2 separate regions of the Bos taurus genome follow, and region 2 is linked to region 1. A link is a contact called in public Hi-C data. All regions are on one chromosome and are shown on one strand. The core of a region is the stretch at or near the end of the contact, and the rest is flanking DNA. Distances in the headings are between cores, read along the strand shown. Region 1 has its middle 90 kb from the start of SYPL1. Region 2 overlaps LOC104972036 (a long non-coding RNA gene).

What was found. Hi-C and Micro-C count contacts between places; a contact is called where the count stands out from the background.
Region 2: a Hi-C map of skeletal muscle shows a contact between it and region 1, with 7 times the contacts expected there. The contact joins two enhancer-like sites. A contact is called at or near these places in 2 of 11 Hi-C or Micro-C datasets (liver and skeletal muscle).

The regions. Positions count from the first base shown.
Region 1 is chr4:47,267,451-47,273,415 of ARS-UCD2.0, forward strand. No RefSeq gene overlaps it. Among named protein-coding and RNA genes, the nearest start is that of SYPL1, 90 kb to the left of the region's middle. Within about 2 kb of position 2,946, at least 20 of the 102 cell types and tissues checked have an H3K27ac peak or open chromatin away from gene starts, as enhancers often do. A contact at or near this core is called in liver and skeletal muscle, where this site is marked.
Region 2 is chr4:47,568,576-47,574,976 of ARS-UCD2.0, forward strand. The region is part of intron 4 of LOC104972036 (a long non-coding RNA gene); the gene reads right to left. Among named protein-coding and RNA genes, the nearest start is that of NAMPT, 210 kb to the left of the region's middle. Within about 2 kb of position 1,301, at least 31 of the 102 cell types and tissues checked have an H3K27ac peak or open chromatin away from gene starts, as enhancers often do. A contact at or near this core is called in liver and skeletal muscle, where this site is marked.

The DNA of each region.
Region 1 (5,965 bases), core at 1,696-4,195:
TGTAATTTTGATTTGCATTTGTTTGATTATTAGTGATCTTAAACATCTTTTCATATGCCTCTTGACCAGGTATAAGTCTTCTTTGGGAAAAAAAAATCTACTTAGATCTTGTGCCATTTCGTGATTGGGTTGCTTGTTTTCATGCTGTTTAGTGCTGTGAATCGCTTGTCAGCTTTTGAGACTCATCCCTTGTTGGTCACATCATTTGTGAGTATTTTCTCCTTGTCGGTTGTCTTTTCGTTTTGTTTAATTTTTCCTTTGCTGTTCAAATGCGTTTAAGTGGGTCCCATTTATTTATTTTTGTTTACATTTCTTTTATTCTAAGAAACAGATCAAAAAGATATCCTTTATGTCCCAGAATGTCATGCCTGTGTTTTTCTGTAGGAGTTTTATAGTGTCCGATCTCACATTTAGGTCTTTAATCCATTTTGAGCTCATTTTTGTGTATCATGTTAGAGAATGATCTAATTGCTTTTTTTACTTGTAGCTGTCCCGATTTCCCAGCACCGTTTGTCGAAGAGTCTCACTAATTGAGGGTTACTGGAGTTTTTGGTGATGACGTGTTTCCTTGATCCTTCTTGTTCCTCATCGCTGCTTTTGCATTTGAAGTAAGCAGATCCCTCCTTAAGCCTTTACTTGTTGCATTCAGGTGGGGTCTAGAGTTTGCTGGCCGTGTTACATCAGAGGTTTACTTCTGCCTTGTATGGGTACTCCCGCTCCACACTTCTAGTTCCCTCTTCTGGCAGGATTCTTAAGCCTGTGTAGCTTCTCTGGGATTTGGTTTATTAAACAACATTATTTCAAAAATAATCAAATTGTATAAACTCTTAACAATTATATTTTAGGAAAGTGTGTATACATGAAAACATATATGCATATAATTTTACATGGGTGGATATAACATAACTATGATCATGTTACACATTTTTTTAAACTGCTTTATTTTTCTTTGTTTATTAGATTGGCTACCCTTCTTCCCCCATCCCACCAAAGCCCTGTTTTCCTTCCCACATACTTCATGTTAACACCTTATAATATTCCTATTTGTATTTTCTCCGTATTTCTTATATGTATGCTCAGTCACTAAGTCGTGTCTGACTCTTTGCAACCCCACAGACTGTAGCCCACCAGGCACTTCTGTCCACGGGATTTTCCAAGCAAGAATACTGGAGTGGGTTGCCATTTCCTACTCCAGGGGAACTTCCCAACCCAGGGATTGAATCTGCGTGTCCTGCGTTGCAGGAAGTTTCTTTACCACTGAGCCACTTGGGAAGCCCCGTACTTCTTGTGTACTTACGTGCAATAATATGATCACATACATGTATGAGTGACATCCAAAATATGTAGCACAAATATGCACAGTAGCAACCAATGAGAATAAACACCAGCTGAATACCAGTGGCTCTGTCAGTGTGTGCTGCCTACAAGCCAGCTCTCTACACACACGTAAACACACACATGAACACACAGACAGGAGTTTCTATCAGTGTTTATGCTTCACAAAAACGGAGCAATATTATAAACATTTTGCCTACTGCAGTTTATCCAACAACACTCAGTCTCTGCAATCCGACTGTGGTAAGGCTTATATTCATTCTCCTTGATTGATGTTTAAGGCATATTAAGCTGGCGGGATGTATTAACATTATTCAACAGCACCCTGTTTGTGGACTTCCTCTTCGTTACCAGTGTTTTTGTTGCCACGAGCAGTGTGGCAGTGCACAGTCTTGAGCACACGTCGTTATGTACAGGGGATTTTCTCTCTAGGCCATCTAGTCCCAGCACTGGAGCAGGTGGACTAAATGATGAGAGGTGAATTTTGTTACATGGTGTTAGATAGCTTTTCAAAGTTCCTTGACAGTTGATATTTTTATCATGCAGATTTAAAGAAATCACTTCTCCTGCATCCTAATTAGCCATAAGTAAGTGGCTTTTTGATTTTTGCCAGCCGCTTGGATATAAAATAACCATCTGCATTTCCCCAACCACTTGTGCACTCCCCCATCTTTTCATGACTTGGCTATTTGGATTTTCTCTTTCTGACTATTGTGTTGTTTGTTTTCTTGTCAATATGTAAGAGCATTTGCATGTCACATATATTAACCCTTTGCCTAGATTAAAACATTTTTTTCTTAATCTAGGATTTATTCATTGATTTGGCTTGAATTATCTCTTGCCTTACAAAATGTTGTCATGGTCATGAATATCTGCCTTCCTGTATCTCCCTCCTTTCTCCTTTCTGCCCCATCTTTGTGCACGTGTGTGTGTGCACACACACGCACACCAGTTTTGCTTCCCCTTGTCCTGCCTTTCTGCATCTTTCCTCGTGCCCCTTATTCTCTCTACCCATCTCACTGGCTCCTCACCCCTCGCTTTTCCCGCTCCACGAGAATACTAACTTCAGTGCACGGAACACTGTCTTTTCTTGCTTGTGCTACTTATACAGCCGCGACAGACTCGGGAGGGGACTGGGTGCGGCACAGCGGAGGTTGAAACAATGCGTTTTCAAGACTGACTATGTTTGAGATTCCTCGAGTTTTTTTCATTTTTTATGGCTTCTCCAATTCACCCTGAGATTCTGATTCCACTGGAGTAGGGTAGAATGTACACATCACTCCCTCTTTAAATGTCTCCCCCTGGTGTCCTGATACACCATCTGGGCTGGAAATCTGAGGTTAGTGCTGGATCAGGGAAGCTAAGCAAATGCCCCCCAGTCTGGGCAGCTTGCTTGGGAGATTGGACAAGCCTGGGTCTTGCAGTCTCAGATAATTACCTTCAGCAGCCAACCAGCTCTGTGTAAGACAGCATGAGGGCCTCACAGGGAGCAGAGACAAGGGTGAAGTAGGTCTACTGGCCTGCTAGTCCTCCAGTGGCAGAGGAAAGATGAGGCACGAGCCAGGTGCAGCTGTAGTGCGGCCAGTGGCCGCAGCGGGGCAGTGTGGCCCCATGTGGCTCCGAGGTAGACTGGACTCTGACGCAGGCTCCGGGAGAGCGCTGCTCTGAAGGGCTCTTCCCTGCCCTTCTCTCCTCCAGCCCTTAGTCTCTGTCCTGCAGAACCTGGCTCTCAGATGGTTAGAGTTCATACAACATTTATTGAGTGTGAATTATCTTAGGTCGCACACTGTCCTGGATTTGTTTTATTGAATCTTCATAGTCATCCAGGGTAGGCATATTATTGCTACTTTCCCAAGGAGGAAGCTGCAGCTTAGGGAAGTTAATTAACTTCCTAGTGGGTGGCAGAGCCAGGATTTAGACTCAAGCCTGTCTGACTCCAAGCCAAGTGTTCCTTTCCTTGAACAACTGCCACCTCATACAAGTAACATTTGATTCCGAACATATTAATAAATGTTAATTTATCAAATAATTTACCCATTCATGCTGAGTATTTTTTCTATTCTTCCTTCCTTCTATCTTAAAGAAACCAGTAAGGAAAACTGTGTTAGCTAAGAAATCTTAAAGCCCACAGTCTGCATTTTACCCGGAGACAGAAGAAACAAAGAATGAATGGCTGATGGTGGAATATCCCTTTGGGGTCGCCTCCTCCACACAGCTGGGACTGTGTGTCATGCACGACATCTGCAGGCCTGAGGCAGGATTTTATTTGGCTGATATGGTATTATTTAAAAATCTGAATTTCAGTTCATCATAGTTCCTACCGTTCCCTTTTCTTTCCATCTTTATGCTCTGCTCATTCATGCTACCTTCTGGGTATCTGCTGATGGCAGCACTGGGCCCCTGGGTCCTGGCAGTACCAGTGCCTCTGGGCTGTGAGAACCTCACCCCTCTCCATCTCCCTTGCCTGGCTCTCCTTCCCTCCAGATGTTGTCGTTGTCATCACACTGGCTGTTGTTTGCAGCTGGCGGGTCTCACCTGAGATCTTTGGGTCCACTCTGCTGCTCAGGGCACCCAGACCCCCAGGCTTGCCTGGGGTCTGTTGCTGCCTCATCAAACGCTTGGGTGTTTATAGCCATGGAGGCCTAGGGTGGCTGAGCTGGAAGTTGAGGGCTGCAGGCCAGGGCTCTTACCCAAGGTTTTAGATTGAAATTAGCATCCAGGATGTTCCAAGCACTTGGTCCCTCCCTTTTTTCTTAACTGGAGTTGGGGAGAAGGGAGCAGGCAAGAAGTGCTTAGAGAATAAGACAGCACAAGGCAGACCCTGGGCACACTCTGAATTTGCTCGGTGATTTCTCTCTTCTCTGTGATCAGTCACCCTCACGGCACATGAGCACCGGAAGACCACAAGCTGGAGGTCCAGCTGAGTCCAGCAAGGGTGATCCACATGGCCGGGGCCACCCAGATTGGCAGCTGAGAGGAGGGCTGCCTGCTGGCCAGTTCTCTCCTGACCCACTTGCCCCTGAGTCACTGTCCAGGGAGCCACTGGCCTTGCTGTGAGCTCTGGCTCTCATGTCATCCTTTCTTGACCTGGGTCTTCATGGACAGGGCTGTGTTCCCAAAAGCCTTGGCCCGAGGCTGTCTGAGAGTTTCCAGCCGGCAAGTGCTGCGGTGTTGGCAGGCCCTCTGGCCAGGAGAGCTGGTGTGTGTGCACAGCAGCAGGTTCTCAGTGGCAGTTGCGAAAAGAACAGGAAAACAGGCCCAGAGATGGAGTGGGGGCACTGAAGGGGTGGGGCCGGGACGGAGGATGTAGCCCCGAATTCCGGGGGGCCCTGAGTGGAGGAGAGGCCTGCCCGAGCACGGAACCACCAGGGCTAGTCTCAGCTGATGCCCTTGACTGTGAGTGAGATGTTGTCAAACGTCCCCTGAATCCAAGTGAAGTAGAGAGGCCCTTCACTCTTCCCTAACTCCTCCACATCTAGGCAGGAGAAATTCCACTTCTGTGTCCAGTGTGCCTACTGGCTGGCCCTCCGGCCCGCCGCTCTCACCGGAAGGGGCCTTGCGGTGCTGTTGGCACCTGCTCGTGTGACAGAGGGCCGGCTGCCGCTCTGAGGTGCTGAGCTTTATGTCTGGGTCTCCGACCTCTCCTCCCTGCATGTCCTCAGCACCTTTCGCTTTGTCATGCCAATATTGCCAATAGTTAGCAACCAGGATTCGGCACCAGCTACACTGTTAGCACTTCGGATGTATTAGCTCATTTTAAAAAATATTTATTTATTTATTTTTATTTGGCTGTGCCGGGTCTTGATGACGGCAGGCAGGATCTTTAGCTGTGGTATGTGAGCTCTTAGTTGCAGCGTGTGGGATCTATTAATAGTTCCCTAACCAGAAAACAAACCCAGGCCCCTGTGTTGGGAACACAGGTTTAGCCACTGGATCTCCAGGGAAGTCTCTATTAATTCATTTAGACCTTACACCAGATGTACCTATGACGTATTGTCTCATTTTTACGGGTAAGGATGTGGAGACCCAGAGAGGTTAAGTGACTTGCCCAAGGGTGCACAGAATTTGGAGCTAGATGTTCTGGCTCTAGAGCTCTTAGCCATGGGTTATACCGCCTCTAAAGGTGCTTCACTGGGATACCTTCTTCCTGTCCAGCTTCCTATACCATATTGTGAACAACTTGAAAGGGATTGATTATGTTTTAATCCCCTTTAGATATCAAGATTAACCTAAAGCCCATATAGTAGAAGCTCAAACAAATGTTGGTTGAATGAATGAAAAAAGGCGTTAGTTAAACCATTGTTCCTTGCCCTGCATTTCTTAGACCTAATGTGTCTGACGGGTTGTGAGTACAGGATGGAACTTGCTGGCCTCTTGGGGGTAATGGGCTGGGAGATCACAGTACCCCTCATCAGGGTAGGAACCCTCCAGGCTCCTTCCCTGCTCCCTCGCAGCCCGGCCCTCTGACCCTGCCTGCCTGCGTGGTTGTGCATACCTGGAGCGCTGCACATTCCTTGGGAGTCTGCCTGCAGGCTGGTGAGCACACCAGGCACCCATCTGACTCGCCTGGCAGTGGCGGCTGTTTCACCCTGTGACCAGCCGGAAGCCAGGAGGGCAGCGAAGGCATCCC
Region 2 (6,401 bases), core at 51-2,550, 300 kb after region 1:
ACTTAACACAGTAAGTATTCACCATTTCTACTACATGTTCAATGGAGATTGGTAGTGAGCTTGACTCCCAGTCCACAGTAACTCCAAATCATCTAACGATGCCACTGTGTCATCAGGAAACTTCAAGTGTTTGTCACAGCAGGGGAAAAGAAAGCATGGGAAAGGATGCATTGGCTCTTGAATGGTTCCACCCAGAAGTAACACACATGATCTCTTCTCATTTGACATTCACTAAAACAAACCATATGTCCACTAACTTCAACGAGTGGGAAAGTGCATCCTCCCAAGTGCCCAGAATGGGGGAAGAACTGGCAATACTGGGGAGCAGCATGCATGTTTACCACACTGGCACGGTTACTCCCTTAAGAAAATCTTATCTTTCATGTCCCCTAGACCTCCTCAGGAGATTATTCAGACACTGAACCTCCACTTGCCTGTCTTAGAAGTAATCTCCCTCCCCCCCCCCCTTATTGAATACAGTATGTTGACTAAATTAAACAGAACTCATGAAAAGCTAGATGTAAACAAGAGAAGGATTCATCTGTTTACTAAACTTTCTACAGGAGCGAGAAAGACACAGCAAGCTTTCAATTTTTCTTTTTCCATCATCTTCAATTTTTCTTTTTCCATCACCCGTGTCTTCCCAAGATCACTCCCAATCTCATGACAGGACCAGCTGAGAGAGGAAACCAGATGGAATTGAAGCAACAAACAGAGTTATAGTTTGGAATTGGCTGTGGCTGGCTTCCAAGGGACTAGTTTTGCAATTTATTATTAATGTTGAGCAGCTACACATGAAAGGGAGTTGAAGCTGGCCAAAGAGGCTCTCCTAATAGCAAAGTCTTTTAAGACCCAGAGTCATGAACTACAGCCTGCAGGTTCCCAGGCAGTGATGGTAGAATTCAGGTTTCCTGAGCACAAGCGATTAAGATTCTTTGGGGATAGAGAAGAGTTCAAATTTGAAGGCAACTCCGTCTCAAAGCTTGCATCACCCTGGACAGTGAACAGGTCCCAGGCAACCCTGCTTTGAAATACTAGACACAAAAGTGATTGCAAACCAGATAAAAACTGTCTCCCAATGTTCATGAGAAGATTGTAAAACCAATCTGTTTTTCTGCCTCTGGTTCCAAAGAAACTAACTGCTGAGGATGCACATAAATGGTGTCTGACTCACTGTTTCCTTCCTTAATTCCATTGGATGTTGAATTAATAAACAACCACAGATATTCACTCAAGCTAAAATTAGCCTCCTTGTCAGAAAACACTGACTTGTTCCAAGATTAGGAGCTAGCCTGGCCAGCAAACAAGTGACTGCCTCGGCTTTGTTCTCTGAACCCTCTGAGTACAGGGCACCCCAGATTCATTCCCCACTATGGATGGAGAGTCACAGACAAAGCTCCTAGGCCACTGCTGGGCCTTCAAATGGGGCCTCCCAGCACACATCCTCCTCCTGGTCTCTGAACAGCACAGATCCAGTGCTCTGTGAACTTGCCACCACGCAGAAGTCTTCAACCACCTTTGCTGGTGGGGTAGTTTAGTTGCTAAATCATGTCCATCTCTTTGCGATCCCATAGACTGTAGCCCAGGCTTCACTGTCCATAGATTTCCCAGGCAAGAATACTGGAGTGGGTTGCCATTTCCTTCTCCAAACCACCCCTGGATTGCAGTGTAAAAGGTGCCATTTATATCATTAATGTATCATATGGTACGGCAATTGATTTGCTAACTGAGGTCCTCACATTGATCAGTCATTGGATGCTGGCCACCAGAGGGAGGGGCACAATCTTGGAGGCGGCAGCTGACTGCAGATGGGACAATCCCTCAAGATGTTGACAACTGAGGGCTGCTGGCCCACAGCACTCCTAGGAGCTGGGACCTTGAGTCTTTATCGAAAGGGGATCTGGGAAATGCATCCCAGAGCCTAACACGGCTGTTTCAAATCCTTTCTCTCTGCAGACTCTCCAGTCAGAGTTCAAACTTCTTCAAATGCCCCGGATTCACTTGGTCCAGTTTTCAGATCAATGTCACTTGCCCTCAAACTCTCCATTCTTTTCCAAAGGCCTACCTTTATCTCTGATTTGTCACACTGGCTCATATCTATCTGTCCCAATGAGTAAGTTTAATTCCACATTTATGTTGATGTTCACGTAGTAACTTTCCTCCATGATTTTAAATAGCCAGTCCTTGCCTATAAAAACAAAGAATCAGGCTCCAAGTATGAAATATTTGCTGGACATATCCAACTTTTCATTAGAACATGCTTTCATTGTGTGACTATATGCTCTATAAGGAGAAAACTAGACTGATGCTTTGAACTTTTCATCCTGAAGAAGAAAGTCCCACTGACTCATCATCAAAGAATTTTGGAATTCTCTTTTGATTGTAGGGATTGGTTGACATGAGAACCATGAAGACACTTCCTCTCCGGCCTCTGACAATCAAAAGCACACTTGATTGGCATGGCTAACAAAGGATAAAGGTGATTGAGAAAACAGTTTCTCTCTGTCGTGCTACTTCAGTCTTGTAACCCAAAACTGAGCATGGTTACTTATGCACCACCTTTAGCTTTATGTGTGCTCAGTTGCTCTGTCACATCTAACTTTTTGCAATCCCATGGACTGTAGCCTGCCAGGCTTCTCTGTCCATGGAATTTTCCAGGCAAGAATACTGGAGTGGCTTGCCATTTCCTACTCCAGGGGATCTTCCCGACCCAGGGATGGAACCCATGTGTCTTGTGTCTCCTGCATTGGCAGGCAGATCCTTTGCCACTGTGCCACCTGGGAAGCTCACCTTTGACTTAGGAGGAATTAATGGTGAAAAGAGAAGATTCTGTTGTTTTTGTTGTAGTTGTTTATTCAGTCACTGCAAGTTGTATATTATTAGGTAAGGCCTTAAAATGTGTCAAGAATATGTTGATATTGGAAAAGACACTGAAAATGTAAAGTGATTAATACCAGTTTATGGTCCTTGAGAAAGACAGCATCTATTTGAAAAAATGAGAGGTTGAAATATGTTTCAATTCCTTTCTGGGGTTGGAAGAAACTTCAGAAACCTCCTAGTTCAAGTCCCTCATTTCAGAAAAGAATGTAGCACTGGGAGCTATAGTGATGTGTGTTTTATTTTGAATCACTCGGCAATTAGTGGCAAAACTGGGACCAGAGCATGTGTCTTCATAGTCATAGTTGAATGAACTTTTTATTACCTAAATTGCTCTCATGGTCTGCAATAACTCAAGATTAATCATCATCAGTTCACCCTAAAACAATATTTTCACTGATTTTTTTTTAATTTCTTAACTTCTGTTCAACTCTCTTTTTTCATTTATTTTATTTTTTAACTTTACAATATTGTATTGGTTTTAAGAAAAATATTTCACATATATATATAAAAGTACCAAGAATAATCTATTCAGGTTCATGGACCCACTACCCTGCTTAATAAAATATTAGAGTCACAATATACTCTCTCTGCATCGCTTTTGTATCCCTTTCCCTATATATTCCTCCCTCCCAACAAGAAATCAGTATCTTGAATATACTCTTTATTATTTTCACAAATATTTTAAACTTCATTATGTATACATCCATAAATAACACATAGTATTATTTTTGCATGTTTTAAGCTTTATAAATGGTGTCCTACTATATATGTTATTCTGAATCCTCTTTTTCACTCAACATATTTCTGAGATTTATGGATGTTAAGATATGTAACTCTAGTTCATTTTTGCTGCTAAACATACTACCACTTGTTTGTCCATTAATATTTTTTTGTTCATAGATAAGGAGAATGGTTCCTCTTTTTTGTCATTTCATGAACATCTGTATACTGTTACCTTGGGCAGATTGAGGATATACACTAAGAGTCACTTTGCTAGGTCATATAGTATGTTTATCATTAAACTCACTGGATTCTCTGCTCATCTTCACTGGGTTTGGTTTCATAAATCTATCTGCTTACTTCCACAGTGCTGACATTTCAGGTTAGTGCAAGTTGGAGAGTTTAATGATGGATGAGCTTAGCACAACTACCTATTGAAGACTGAAGATGTGCCAGGGTTAGTTTATGTCAGGGTGACATTCTTTGGAAATGCAAGGAGAAGTCTCTGAGTTGAGCTTGTTAATTTATTGGGGCTTATATAGTGAGCTCGGAGAAGGCAATGGCAACCCATTCCAGTACTCTTGCCTGGAAAATCCCATGGACAGAGGAGCCTGGTAGGCTGCAGTCCATGGGGTCGCTAAGAGTCGGACACGACTGAGTGACTTCACTTTCACTTTTCACTTTAATGCATTGGAGAAGGAAATGGCAACCCACTCCAGTGTTCTTGCTTGGAGAATCCCAGGGACGGTGGAGCCTGGTGGGCTGCCGTCTATGGGGTCGCACAGAGTGGGACACGACTGACGTGACTTAGCAGCAGCAGCAACATATAGTGAGCTCCAAAGGAGAATCAACATATGTGCTCCTTTGTGTCATCCTGGGACACAGTAGGGAAGCACACTCTTCTTAGTAGAAGCACAGCCAGTAGCTTTTTGCAGTTCTGGGACCCCGTGTTCTTGCTGGTAGTCATCTGGGGGTTGTGCTAAACTCTTTGAGGCTACCCACATGTCTAGCTGTGCAGTCTCCATCTCTAAAGGCAGCCATGGAGAAAGTCCCTCATGCCAAACCCATCTCACACTTCAAATCTCCATGACTTGTCCAGACTGGGCCTCTAGACTCAGATTTAAAGTGTTTATATGACTCAGGTCAAACCTCTCCTCCTCACCCCCTGCAATAATCACCCTTTATTCAAGTCAGCTGTTCCATATAAATCATGATATTTATAGTCCTGGGGTTTATACGGAGCAGTGTACACTATGGTGCAGGGATCTTAGGGGATATTTTTGAACTGTGCCTAAAGTACTAACCTAGTCAATCCTGACTGACACACATGGTTCAGATGCACCAAGAAAATTCAAAAAAGCAGTGGAATGAATCCCATCCTCTTTTTAATCCTAATCCAATTTCTTTTCCAGCTCACAACGTTTCCCCAGAATGTATATATTGGGACTCTTCCACCAGAAAGGACAATAGCTCATGAAACCCATGTGGTTTGGAGGATCCATTAGAGTCAATCTAAGGTATCCCAGGGGTGAATTGTTCCCTTTAAGCTCTAAGGTCTAACCATACCTCTATCCCATAAAGGCCCTCACATTCATTGTAACCACATTTATGAATCACATGTTAATTATAGTCTTTTTTGAAAATGATGTTGGAAATCTGTATCAATAAGCCTTAAACTGTTCATTATCCTCAACATAGTAATACAATTTCTGAAATCATCAAAACAAATGCTCAGATGTATATGCCAGAGGAAGGACTGCAAGTTATTCATAATACAGTGAAAATACGTTCAATATTGAACTTTAAATGACTAGATAAATAAATTAAACCAGCTCTGTATTATAGATTGTTAGGTAGCCATTAAAAACAATACTTTTGAAAAATATTTAGATAAGATATTATGGTCATTAGCTATGTTATTAATTAGGATATAGACTGTATACAGAATTATTTCACTTTAAAATAAATCTATACATGAAGGTACCTCAAGAAAAGATGATTAAATATTTCAATTGCTTATTTCAAAGTAATAGAATTATTTTTTCCTTTTGTTGTTTCTTACTTTCCAAATTCCAGCAATGAAATTATATTTCTTGAGATCAGAAAAACAAACAATAGATGGTATTATTTTAGAGCTTAGAATAAATTGCTTTCACATACCTCTAGCACTTTCAAGGCAGCCATTTATAAATTATTAATAGTACACAATAAAAATGCTCCCATTACTTGTAAAACAAGGCAATAATTTGGTTTGTATGGCTTGGTTTGTATGTTTGCAAGTGCTTGAAATTTTCAGGAATTATAAATGATTTCATTTTGCAGACTTCATAAATGATTTCATGATCCAGACCTCAGGCCATTTGAGACTAAATTCTAAATTCCAATTAGTCTGAATTTTTTTATTGAGGTATAACTAACATACAATATAATATCATATTAGTTTTATGTGTATAACATAGTGATTCAACATTTTTATGCCCTGCAAGATGGTCACCACAATGTCTATTCACCATCTGTCACTTCACAGTTATTACCTTATTATTCACCATATTTCCCATGCTGTACATTACATCCCCATGACATATTTATTTTATAATTGGAAGTTTATATTTCTTAATCCCCTTCACCCATTTTGTCTCCCCAATCACTCCTTCCCATCTTCAACAACCACCAATCTGTTCTCTGTATCTTGAAGTCTGTTTTTGTGTTTTTTTGTTTGTTTGTGTTGCTTTTTAGATTCTGCACACAAGTAAAATCATGTGTCTTCTAAAATATTTGTCTTTCTCTGTCTGACTTATTTC